2 separate regions of the Rattus norvegicus genome follow, and region 2 is linked to region 1. The links are chromatin contacts, called in public Hi-C maps. All regions are on one chromosome and are shown on one strand. The core of a region is the stretch at or near the end of the contact, and the rest is flanking DNA. Distances in the headings are between cores, read along the strand shown.

Evidence for each region. Hi-C and Micro-C count contacts between places; a contact is called where the count stands out from the background.
Region 2: a contact with region 1 is called in a Hi-C map of frontal cortex, with 1.9 times the contacts expected there. The contact joins two enhancer-like sites.

The regions. Positions count from the first base shown.
Region 1 is chr6:51,055,509-51,062,097 of GRCr8, reverse strand. It overlaps Trappc12 (trafficking protein particle complex subunit 12), which reads left to right. Exons shown (of 12, transcript NM_001398781.1): 8 at 1,226-1,299; 9 at 5,695-5,793. Among named protein-coding and RNA genes, the nearest start is that of Adi1, 24 kb to the right of the region's middle. Within about 2 kb of position 1,952, at least 34 of the 93 cell types and tissues checked have an H3K27ac peak or open chromatin away from gene starts, as enhancers often do.
Region 2 is chr6:51,233,427-51,239,791 of GRCr8, reverse strand. No RefSeq gene overlaps it. Among named protein-coding and RNA genes, the nearest start is that of Eipr1, 120 kb to the right of the region's middle. Within about 2 kb of position 3,406, at least 20 of the 93 cell types and tissues checked have an H3K27ac peak or open chromatin away from gene starts, as enhancers often do.

The DNA of each region.
Region 1 (6,589 bases), core at 703-3,202:
ACTGAGGTAGGCAGATTTCTGTAAGTTTAAGGCCAGCCTGGTCTACAAAGCAGGGCTACACAGACAAACCCTATCTCCAGAAACAACAACAATAGTAGTAATAGTGATAATTAATACATAAATAAACCATCAACATGTGGCTTTAAGGATTATGTCCCCAGTACATTTCTACCATAGCAGTTATTCTGGCTACAGTATGCTGAATACCCCAGCAAGGAGCCAGCCAGTCCCTTTCAGTTTATGATTCCCTGGGTGTGAAGGGTCAGGTGTGTATGTGTGCTGCGTACCAGGTAATTGATATGTAATGTATGCATGTGTGGCATGGGTGTGTGTGTGTGTGTGTGTGCATGTGTGCATGCATGTGTGTGCATTTACGTGAGTATGTCCTGCTGATAACTAGACTCTGAGACTTATCTGTTTGCCCGAGTTGATGCAGGCAGTGCACCTCAGCTCTTACTCCTGATGATCCCAAGAACGATCAGTCAGCCCTCCCCTCACATCAAATGTCTATGAAGGGATCATTCCAAGCACAGTGAGTTCACATAGAGCCAGTTTGAGAACCAAAGAAGAGATGGTCAGAGAAGGTTCTGAACCAGGAGATGGTTGGTATCAGACCTGAGCAGAGAGGTGCACTGTTTGTCTGCTGCATCCATAATTGTGGCTACCAGACATATCCTGTCTTCGAGTGGGAGTGCTTCTATCCTTCTATCCATGGAGCATTTTTGTGGCCACTACCGGTGTCCACCCTCAGTAAAGCCTGTGAGAAAGGCAGACCAGTGTTGTTCCTATCTGAAACTAAAGGCCTAGGAAAGTGGTCCGTTCCAGGCTGCAGAGACAAAACTGCCACTAAACCCAGCTTCCATGCAGCTGCTGGACACAGGCGGGCTGTGTGCATGGGTCAGCCTCGACCCTGGGCAGCAGACGTGCTGTGTCTGCATCAGACATGCTCACAGGAGTAGGGTTGTGGGCTCCCGATTATTGCTTGGCCTCTGTCTAAGCTGGGCTGTATTTCCTGCTGCGTCTGTGCAGATGGTCTCTTATGGGAGCCCACTCTGGGCATCCCACTGAGAACACTGTCTCCTGTGTCCAGTGAAGCATAGGGTGAGACCTGGTGAGGATAGACTGGGAGGCGGGGGCTTCGTTCCAGCACATGGGGTGCGGCAGTTGCCAGCTCGCTCGCAGGAGCACAGTTGCTTGTGCACACTCACACCTCTCTCTCCTGCAGCCTCTGTTCAGCTGTGGAGGTCTCGTCTGGGCCGAGTGCTGTACTCCATGGCAAACTGTCTGCTCCTGATGAAGGTATGTGGGCGGCTGAGCTGTAGTGCACCTTGTTCTAGCAGACAGTGTCAGCTGGAGGCTGCAAGAGGTGCTGTGTGTTCCGACAGGCCTGACAAGGAAGTGAGCCGTGGGCCCCGGCAGTGTTCATCATGGCCTAGATTGCTCAGTAGAGTTAACTCTCACTTGGGGGCCTAACTTGTCACTTTAAAATTTCCACAGAAAACAGTTTATATTACTGAATTTAATTGCACGGGCCTAGGTCTAAATGTTCTAATTAAAACTGCTCATTCCACCACCACCACCACCCCCCCCCCCCGTTTTCCTCTGAACTCCATCCAGAAAAGTGTCCTTTGTTCTGCCTGTTTTAGTGTGAGGGTCATTTTTTTTAAATGATTGATGGTTTTGACATCTGACGGCAGGCTTTCCCACCAGACCCACTTGTGAGAAGCTCTCTCTGAGCTTTGCACCTGAGGAGCCAGTGTGAATCAGGGAGCCCAGCCGGGCTGTCAGTCACTGTATTTCCAGTCTATTCTCCACCCAGGCCCTGCCAGCGCAGGCAGCCGTGTCTTCAGGCTTCTCTCTCATTTTGAATACGTCCCATGCCTGGCTTGCCTCCCGCCCTGGGCACGGGGGGCCTGCCACAGAGCTGGCGGCCTTGCTGCCAGCTGCAGGCACTGAAGCCGCCACAGAATCTGTCAGCAGCAGACGCCCAGAGCAGTGCCTTTAACACCTTCCGAGCTGTGGTGAGACAGCTCATCACTCCTCCCACAGCCAAGGTCATCCTGCTCTGACTGAGCGTCCGCCAGCGGGCAGCTTACCAAGTGGAAAGACGTACCCCTCGCTTTAGCCCGACTGGCAGCCCTCCATGCGGCCATCTCCTTGCATTTGGCAGGAAAGTGTGTGGCCACAGCCCAGCCATAGGACAGTGTGCATCCTCTGCACCTCTGCAGACGTGTGATGTGTGACATTGGGTGTAGACAGGCTCATCTGGTAGGTGACCTTGACACAGGAAGAACAGGTTTCCTAGCATCTCTCCCAGCCATCGTCCTCATAGCTCTTTCCCACTTCTGAACACATTACAGATTTTGTAGTTCTGTGCCTGAGACATTTGCACATGGTCTGTTGCCTGCAGGGCCACTTTGTTCTGGTCTCTTCTCTCCGCTGCCTCCCTGGTGACATCATTGCAGAGCCTGCCCCACCTCCCCGTGTGCTGCCGCCCTCAGCCAAGAGGGGCCTGCTTCTTTCTGTCCCACTGCCCCCTGTACAGGCCTGCCTCTCAGCACTGCTGTGGCCAGTGGCAACCTTAGAAAACACAGTGAGCATCCAGTGTCTCCTGGGCGTCTCTGAGTCTTGGTTGCCAAGCCTGCTTAGGCTTACAGCACTGGTGGTACCCAACCACAAGCTGAAGCTCCTCAGGGAGGAAGTCACTGCTCTGCTGCAGGGCACTCAGCTTGCATTTCTGAGATGCTGTGTTAGAAAGTAGTGTAATAAAAATGCGTTTCTTTGTTTTACTGCAGTAGTGATACCATCAGTAGTGTAGGCACAGGCAGGCACCAAACGTCTGCCTGTGGCATCCTGTCACCCAAGACTCAGTACGGGACAGATTATCATGTCTCAAAAATACTTCCACAGTGGATGTAATTTAAATTAAAAGTTTGGTTTAATCTTGATTTTTCATGAGTTAAAGGGGTGAAAGAAATGTTCTGAGTGAAGTGGATGCGAGCACATGCGTTCTGCTGCCATCTAGTGGACATAACCAGTATTACCACAGTAGCTGGGCTGCATAGCGGGGCCTGTGCTAGCTAACAATGACCTAATTAATCAGTCTTTTAATGATAAGAAATCTGCTCATGTGTTCCAGTTCTGAGTGTCCCACAATATATTTCCAGGAATACTCACTTGCAAGACAAAGCCCTCTGTTCTTGCATGTGATATCCTTGGGTCTCACAGGAGCCTTAAGATACCTGTGCCACTAGAGTGAACCAGGACACTCTTCAGCTTCACATCCCCTTACCTCCCACACAACATTCTGACTGCTGTGGCTTCTGTTCTGCCACACACAGGGTGCCTCCTGTTTGCTTAGGTCACACCTCATAAAGCCTTTGTTGGCAACAAAGCAGCCATTAATGTGATTTAGCAGTCACTCAGCCAATGAAGTTTTTAGGTACAAGTCAGGCAAGGATGAATCTTACCCACATATGAGTGTCTGTATTTCTATTCAAGGGCAGGTGGGTGTAGTCAGAAGAGTAGAGTGGGTACTCCCCAAGAAGCTGTTGTCAGCTGCCGTCCAGGTTCCCAGAATGAATGATTTCACTGAATAGTAACCAACTAGAAGTCCTCAGCAGCCCTAAATACGCCTTCTAACAAGCTCGCCCCGACCTCTCAGGCTTGTTGATAAATGCTAGCACTGTTGCTGCTGGCACCTACGTGACAATCCCTTCTCTGCTGCTGCTTTCTCTGATCAGTCTGAACCCTATGGATCTAACCTGCCTCCTAGGAGAGCTGTAAAATCCTATCAAAGCTGGGCATGGTGGTACCCACCTTTAATCCCAATATGGGAGACCGAAGCAGATGGATCTCTTGGAGTTCAAGACCAACTGAGTCTGTATAATTATAGTTAATACAGAACCATACAGTAAGACTCAGTCTCAAAAAAAAATTATATGTAATGGGTATATTTATGGCCTGTTTCTTTTCTGTTGGGCTATCCTCAGTAGCAAGTACCCCTGACCCTGGGCAAGTTTGAAAGGCAAGAGTGCCAATCAAAAAGCCTAGGATCCTAGCAGGCTTCTACTGAGGCATACCGGCCCCCATGCTCCTACCCTGGCTCTGTCCACAGCTGTCTGTCAGAAGCATCGTGAGCAGAACGGAGCCCAGGTCAAGATGGCCTGTACTCAGGTACAGCACTGGGGCTGGCAGTCTGCCCTTTGCTCACTGAAGTCAAATGTAAGGGTACATACCAGGTTAGAGGGGATACCAGGATGGATCTTAGGGGCCATGACCTTTTGGAGGGAAGTAAGACTGGCTGCTGCTCCTCTGTGCAGCGACCTTGACCCCAGGACAGTGGTCTGAGAGCAGGTCCACAAGCTGCACAGGGATGCTGCGTCCTCTCAGCCATGCCCCTGGCTTCCCAAAGGCAGAGGAGCTGTCAAAAGCCTTCTCTTCTGACGCCTCACAGTACATGCACAACATACACACGTGCACCTGCACACACTCACACGTGCACCTGCTGGCACAATGAGAAATAAGGCAGGCTGGCCTTGGGCAGCAGTGACAGGCAGCAAAACGTGGTGGGAGAGGAAATCAAGGCATGTGTGGTCTGGCTCCTTGTGAGCATCAGGCCTTGAATAAAATTAGTTTTAACGAGCTGCACTTGAAGGTACCAGACTGGAGAGTCTTCATTTTTTTTCCCCTGCCAAACTGGAATTTTACTTGTCGTCTGTCTTTATAACCTCCCAATTAGCAAGCTCAGTAGCTGTAGTCCCAGTTTGGAGGAAACTGAAAGTTTAGCAGAGAGAAATGAAATACCTTCCAGAATTTTATGGTTAGGAGGAAATCAGCAGTGCTGGCCCTGGACTGGTCACCATGTGCTGTAACTGAGAAGTAACAAGTCTTGGCCTGGCTCTTGCCACAAAGCTTGCTCAGCTACTCACTACAGAGGGTGTAGGAGGAGCTCACCTCTGAACCCTGTGACAGGCAGTACACATCTCACTGATACCAACTCCCATGCCTTTTTATACTATGGACCACAAATGGGAAATGGACACTAGGTGGGGAGTAGACAGAATGCCTCGAGGAGGGGCTGCAGGCAGGGGTGGTGCAAGGCTACCACTAGGAAGGTGCACAGAGCTGGTCACTGAAGACAGCTCTGCAGGATGTGGACACCAAGCCCACAGCACCTTCAGCACCTCTGTACACTTGTCTCTGTAGAGCAGAGTAACCGTGTGACATTATAGGATGCGGTGACATCCTATGCCTTCACTGTCATAGCAAAGTTGATTGGTGGGTTATTTCAATACAGGTATTTCACCTCGATATGGGGCACAGAAAAATGTTTGAGATGCTTTCAAAGTGTGGCTTATGTGTTTGGATGATGAGATGGTACAGAACTACAAGTCCTTACAACAACTCTGCCAGAAAAGAGGGAGGCAGGCACCAAATGTGGGGACCTCTGGTTTCTGCTTAGGAAGCAGAAGCAAAAAGCAGCCTTCAGGCCTGAATCTATGTCCAGAGGCCTGTGCTAACAAAAGGATATATGTCACAGAAGTTGGAGTCTTCAGTCCCACCACGGTTGGTGGGAGGTCCTACACTGGTCTGTTGCCTCCACCACTCTGTGTGTATCCTTGGTCCATAATGCACTGCGAACAGCTGCATAGCTTCTCCAGCTCACTGCATGCTTTTGTTCTCTTACCACAGGACTATGTGCTGGCTGTAAACGCTTACCTCACAGTAATCAAGTACTACCCGGAGCAGGAGCCACAGCTGCTGAGTGGAATTGGCCGCATTCTCCTCCAGGTACTGGCCACACTGCGTAGAGACCAACAGCTGAGTGCAGCAGCTGCAACCCAGCAAGGTTGCCTGGGAATTCTGTCCCTCAGAACTCATACAAATGGGCAGTAGTAAGGAAATATTTCAGTTCAAATTAATGTGGCCGCTAAGGTGTTCTCTGCAATGTTTCTGTTGTGTGCTGTCCTGTTGCAGTTAGGGTCATCTGCTAACGGTAGCTGCTGTGTTGAGGGAACACTCAAGTGGACCCTGACACAGGGGCTGCAGTAATGCCGAGGCCTGGCCACCCTCAGCAAGGCTCTCTAATATTTGGTACATCTTCTTGTCATCCAGGATCATGATCTCCCACTGCAGGCTGCCCAGGACAGGCCTTGTCCCTTGAGAGGCTCTAAATATGGGTGAAGTGGGTGGGTGAAGAACAGCTAATGGCGGAGGAGAATGAGCCCACCCACACAGGCACATGGCCACAGAAGTCAAGCACTGCTACACTTCCCAGTGCTCTGCAGCCTGCTTGGCTACCTCGCCTTAACAGCACTTGTAGCTAGAATGCCTTCCTAGCATGTGGGAATCTGGAACTTATGGGTACTGGGGTCCTATATTCCCTGACTCCATAGCGGGGCTTTCCTGCTCGGAGAACCCAGACAGAACACAGGAGGCAGCCATCTGCATACATATCTAGGAACACTGAAACTACGATGCAGAGTGGGAAATCTGATATTTTGGAGGCCAAAGTGGCCCCAAGGGTAAGTGTTCCACACAGAGCACATTTCCACAGTGAAAGCCACACTACATAAGGAATGCTTGT
Region 2 (6,365 bases), core at 2,157-4,656, 180 kb before region 1:
TGCAACAGCGCAACAGGACAAAGGAACCTCTTTGCCTGTCACCTTTCCCAGCCTTTCCTCATTTCATAGCTCACCCCCAGCCTTCCTGAACCCCAGGCTGACGGGCAGCACACTCCCTCTGGAGTACAGTCTAGCTAACCTAGAGTTCAGCCACAGAGGGATCCTGGCAAGGCCAAGAGCAGCAACCTTACCCAGGCGCACCCTGAGTGTCTCCCTGACAAGGCAAGGCCTTGTGCGGTGACGGTCAGTGCTCTGTGCCCTGTTGCTTCCCTGACAGCGTGCCACAGCAAGTCCTCAGGCTCCATGCAAAGGCTTCAGGATTGGCTACTCCTCAGCGTTTCCCATGTACCCGCCTCCTCTGTGTCACAGGCACTGTCTCTGAGTACCTCTGAGCACTGATGACAGCACACTGACCAACTATTGCTGACAGCTGCCTGACAAGGACAAGACAAAGCTCAGAGGTGACCACATACTGGCCTTCCAGAGATGCTACAGGGGCCACTCTGACTTCTGAGGCAATGTAGCCTGGTCACTGGCTAAGGAGATGAGCCAGGGCCCAAAACCATGATAAAAGGGAGGGTGTGGGGCCAAACTCTTGTGAAGAGCTGCTGTCCCAGAGGACCCTACTGAAGCCACAGCACAGATATCGTCGAGCTTGTAGTGTTCTTCAGGGATTCACTCCACAGCTCCTTGTCTTGACAAGGACGTTGAGGTCAGCACTGCTGGGTAGCACACTGCCTAAGTGTATCAAGTGCACCAGAGCACAGCCTCTCCCAGAAGGCCTGGTGGCCAACCTCACACAGGGCTTTGGGAACACCAGGCCCCTAACAAGTATCAGGGAACTCCACCTTCACCTTCAGGAGAAGGGTCATGTGACCTTCGTTTTACGGCTAGAGATTCCTGCCCAGAAAAGTAAATTTGAAACCTGACCTAGTTCATCAGGAAGCCTCCCTACCAGTCAAACCCAGACCCCCAGCATATCATACCCACCTGACCCACTCACTATCAATGCTGAAATTAAATAAATAATGCAGCGCAGAGGGTTAAAGACACAGAGTCACCTTGGACAATGCACACCTGGGTGCACTTCCACGGAGGACCACAGCCTGGCCTATGTTCAGGGTATGACACAGTAGGATCCAACGCAGGGAAGCCCTGTCCTACTAAAGCTGGTCTGGCTGTCACCCAGTAAGAATGGTTTTAATGGCTTTCACCTAGTATGTGCTACCAATGTTGAAATACATGCCTAGAACTGAGTCTGATGCACACTTCTGGGAGGCTGAAGCCAGAGAAGCCAGAGGCTATTGTGTGGAATGCTCTTCCTTGGGATAAAGGGCTTTCTGCCAATAGCGCCTTCTCCCCTGGCCCCTGCACTATGGGTTCAGTCCTTAGCACCTGCCCCACTCCCACTCTACCCCCGACCTTAACAGCTACACCAGTCTGGGATGTAAGCCTCCTCGGCTCTCCCCACACTCTGCAGTGTAGCCAGCTCTGAGATGGCAATAGAAAGACAATTCCACCACAAGCTTTTCCATACGCTTATTAAGCAGCAAGACACAACAGGGCATGAATTATTATGCAATAACTCGTGCCTGGAAGCCATTTCAGACACAGAAGTCGGCGGATTCATCATTATCATATATTTGGTTCTATTTTTCTCTTTCGGGCTATAAAAAATCATGTCTAAATCTCCTAAAACCATCATAGTTACATCAAAAAGTAGATTGGGCTATCAACTTCGACAGTTTAAGATAAGCCGGGTGCTGAGCAGGAAGCATTCTTTAGAGTTCTTTACTTAGGTCTGGGTTCTGTTACTGGGATATGATGATAAATATGTGATTTCTTACTCCTACTCCTGCTTTTTAAAAAAAAAAAAGAATACAGCAAAAAAAGGAAGTCCCCAGTTAAGGGAGCCAGGTATGCCTCTGAGATGCCATTGCCCACGCCCCGCTGCCCACACAAAAGGCGAGCAGCATGCTGCAGGGCAGGATTGTGGTAAGAGGGAGGCCATTCTCCCAGGGACAAGAGATCGTGGAGACAGCCTCAGTCGAGGAGCTGCTATAATGGATGGATGGGTACGGGATAGCTCAATGCTATTCCGTGTCCTCATAGGAATATGGACATGGCACCTTGCCATCCCTAATGAAGAACGGACAGCAGTGACAGGCTGCAGAGTCCCTTAAAGAGACTTGAGGGAAAACTCAGGATTCTGTGGCCACCCTTTCCTGGGACATTAACGATGGCCTCAGGCCAGCCGGAGGGAGGTGCCACCAGCAGCCTGAGGTAGCTCATTACAATAGACACCCGGCTGTAGGCTCTGGCTTAGGGCCCAGCTGCGGGACTCATTAGTTACATTGGAGAAATCAGTGATGCTGGAGAAATTTGAGTTCGAGGCCCCACCCATCCTGTGCAGAAAAGTGCCTTCTCCATTGTTCCCAGGGACAAGGCCAGTGTCACCTGGTGGGGACGAGTGAGGTGGCTGGAGCCTCAGATGGCACAGGCTGCTTTGGTTTTCAGCCCCCAAAGCTGGCAGCTGGTTACATCCTCTTCTGAACTTTGGCTGCTCCTGCAGTTACCTCAACAGTGTGCGCTCCAGCCTGCCAGCCACCAGCACCTCCTCGGTATCTACACTGGCATCTACTCCCAGTGCCTACCTACCTCAGCATCTACCCTAATGTCTACACCCCGGTACCTACCCTAATATACCTCAATACCCACCCCAGAACCTACTTTATTATCTGTGTTAGTAACTGTCTCAACACTTATATTAGTGCCCACCCTAATATCTCTACCTGAATACCTACTCTACTGCTTAAAAAAAAAAATACAGCAAAACAGAGAAGTTCCCAGTTAAGAGTACTAGGTATGCCTCCAAGGTGCCATTGCCCGCACATCGCTGCCCACATGCTGCTGCCCACACAAAAATGCAAGCAGTATACCCAATACCCATCTCACTACCTAATTATCTGCACACAGTACCTGCCGGAATATCTACCCCAGAATCCACCCTAATGTCTTAGTGACCCCTAGCAGTTACCCTAATACCTATACCCCAGTATCTGACCTATCATCCCTATGCTGCATTATCCACTCCACTCAGGACCTGCTCCGATGCCCCGTGAGTCCCCCTACAAGGCCAGCAGCCAAGACATGGGAAAGCACTGAGCCTTAGGGTCGACCAGGCTGTCTGCTGCTGCTGCTGCTGCTGTGCCTTAGCTGCTCCCAAAACCCTGGCTCTTCATCTGCCGAGTCTGGGAGACTGTTGCCAAGAACACCCTGAGACCAACAGGAATCAGGAACTGTCCATTGTGATGAACACCGAGGGGACTCCAGTCAGAGGGGCCGAAGGGCAGGACACGTCCTGTGTACCTCAAGGCCATGCAGCTGTCGTGAACAGCACTAGGACAGTGCTGAGTGTCTGGCTTTGTGTGTTTGCTGACACCTCAGGAGCACAGAGCACCAAGAGTGAGCTCATGCACCACACCATCACTTACCATGACAGGTGGGCATGGATCACCAGCTGCAACTGTCACAAAGCAAGAGGAGCTGAAAGAGGTGAGCCGGAGGTGGGGTGATTTGCCCAAGTGCTCCTAGCTCCAGCTCTCTGTGTAATTGGTCCGGAAGGCTTTTAACAATTACTGATAGCTGCAGACCTGCAGACCTCAAGAGCAGCTCAGTTATTTTCTGCATCAGAGCAGTGACCAAACCAGCCCAGAAAGTATAGCCCCTTAATGCTGAGACCATGGTGGGGGCTGGTGGGTGCCCTGACAAATGTGTGCTGGGTCACACACAGCTATTTGCACAGCACTACACAGGACCAGAGGTGGTCCCCAGAGGACCTTGGGGAACCCTGACCAATGTGGACCTCCATGGTATTTGTGTAGAAGGGCAATGCCCCCACAAGAGCCATTTCTCTGCAGGCTCTGAGGCACTGCACCAAGGAACTGCCAGGCATGAGCGAGAGAACTAAGAATTATGGCCATACGTGGCTTTAAATCACAGCTTGGTGACAGGCATTCCAACGGTGATCCATGAGCAGCAGTATGGGTCTGCATGGCACGGCCTGTGGTGAATCCGTGTGAGCTGGTGACCTGGGTAGGGCCAGGGTGCTCCCTCCTTTGCTGAGCCAGAGGACTGGGTCTGCTCTGGAGAGAACTAAGACACGGCTGTCCTTCCGTGGTAACCTCATCATGCTTTCTTTGCAACAAAAGCCAACAACCAGAAGCAGATCGACACTAGCCTGTCCTGACAGCCCTGCCTATAGGGACACAGAGTCCGGTCATGCAGATGCCTCTGATGGGCAGGCAGCGTGGTGCTATGTGGTCAAGGTGCTCACTCAGATTGTTTCACCATGTCTGGCCCGCCCTCGGTCTTCACCCAAGAGCCAGAGTGCATCCTGGCCATGTGTGTGCCTGTCACAGGCTGTTGTCATGTGCGTCTCCTTCAGTGGAGGCAAACACCCAAGTGAACAGAATGGGGACTGTGATTTCGTTTCCCAGGCGAGGAGACGCCTCCTACGCGACTCGGAGCTTATCTGAGAGGCAGGCTCCAGACCAGCAAACTGCCGCCCACCTACACACTCGGCACTTCCTCAGGAACCGAGTGAGGAGGCTCTTTAAGAAACAGATTTGGGATCTGCTCTTCTTCAATGAAGATGTCCATTCCTCTTAGGGAAGCTCATCCACCTCCATATACTGAGGAAGGGCTGGGGGCCTTCTGGACATTAACTATCTCAAACATGACTAGGAGAGCAAGCCCACCTGTGCACCTCACGAGCATTCTGCCTGAAGGGGATGACTTGCCCCTTTCCCAGCTGCAGTACCACAGATAATGGTTCACTACCCCCACTTCCCACCCGGGTTATGCACCTCGCTCATGCACCCTGTGAGCCAGGCACCACATGTGCAGTATCTTTAGTTGTCCAGGTGCCATCTGAGACATGCGTGTGCTCTTAAGGTGACTTTTATCAACCCGACCCAGAACGGAACACTCTAGCTTCCCAGCTGCTCCTGTGTCCCATCTTAGGTCCACACTGGTACCAGGCCCTGCCAGTGTATGTATCCCAGCTCCTACCTTGTTGCCTGCATGCATGAAGGATGACCCAGTATTGGTCAAGTGGGCTGCTGCTCCTCTCGTCCACCCTCAACTTTTTTCCATTAATTTATTTATTCATGTTACATCCTGATCACAGCCCCCACTTCCTCCTCTCCTCCCAGTCCCGCTTCCTCTCACACCCCTCTTCCTCTGTCTTCTCCTCAGAGAAGGGGAGCACCCCTGACATGGGGAATTCCCCATGCTGGAAGTCTCTCAAGCCACCCCTGCCACCCCTGCAGCACCGCCTCACTAACACTTAGCACGGCTCAGGGTGGTCTAGGTCTCACACAGCCCTGGGCCACCTCGCCTGCAGCTGGTCATATGTCTTTGCACTGCTTGTATCTTTCTGCTCAGGGGGAAGAGTACCAGTCCATCACACAGGCGACTTGTGTGTGGAAGAGTGGGATCTCTGTTGGCACAAACCTGCTGCTTGCCTCTCAGCCTCAGTAGCCTCAGGAACAGTCATCAGGTCCCACCGAGGCCTGCCTTGCTAAAGGCATCCAGATTGCTCTTAGTTTAGCAGAACCTAGTGTCCCTCAGTCTGGCAGACACAGGCCACTGAGGACATCTGTGAGCAAGGCCCGCAGAGCACTTTCAGTATAGCCCCTCATGGCCATTTCCATCTGAAACCCTTAAGCGCAATGCCATCATGGTTGACAGATGAACCTCTTATGCACAGAAAGAAACCCAAACCCATTAAGGGTCATGGAACCCATATTGCTGCCCTGAGAGTGGTATGCCCACCCCTCTCCCAGCACAGACCTGACAAGCCAACCCAAAATCCCCACACACCAAATCCTGCTCACATTCATTCATGCTGGCCCTACTTTGCTCTCTTGCACCCTGGCCCAGAAGACTCAGAGCTGACTCTTCTAGGCTCTTCCTGACCACTCCCTCTTCCGTGATGGCTACTGCCCTGGCCTGCAGAAGTTCTGGCCTCAGAGATGACAGATAATATTACATGATTTCTCTTCCTCTCCCTTTCCCAGCATAGGACATCTGACTCTCTGGGTAGTGCTGTGTCTGGGAAGGGCTTTTTAGACAAGAAGACGCTGGTCTTCGGAAAGGTGGCTGAGGGTAGAATTCAGAGGTGCTCCTGCAGATCTGTGATGGTGAGGAGACTAGGAAAATGGCCAGGGTCCCACTGGTGTAGCTCTACCCTGGTCACTCCAGGTATGTCAGGGGGGTGAGGAGCGGGGCACATCTCAGGTGTAGATGAAGGGGGTCAGCATGCCCTTAGAGGCCTTAGGAGCCTTTGGTACTACTGAATT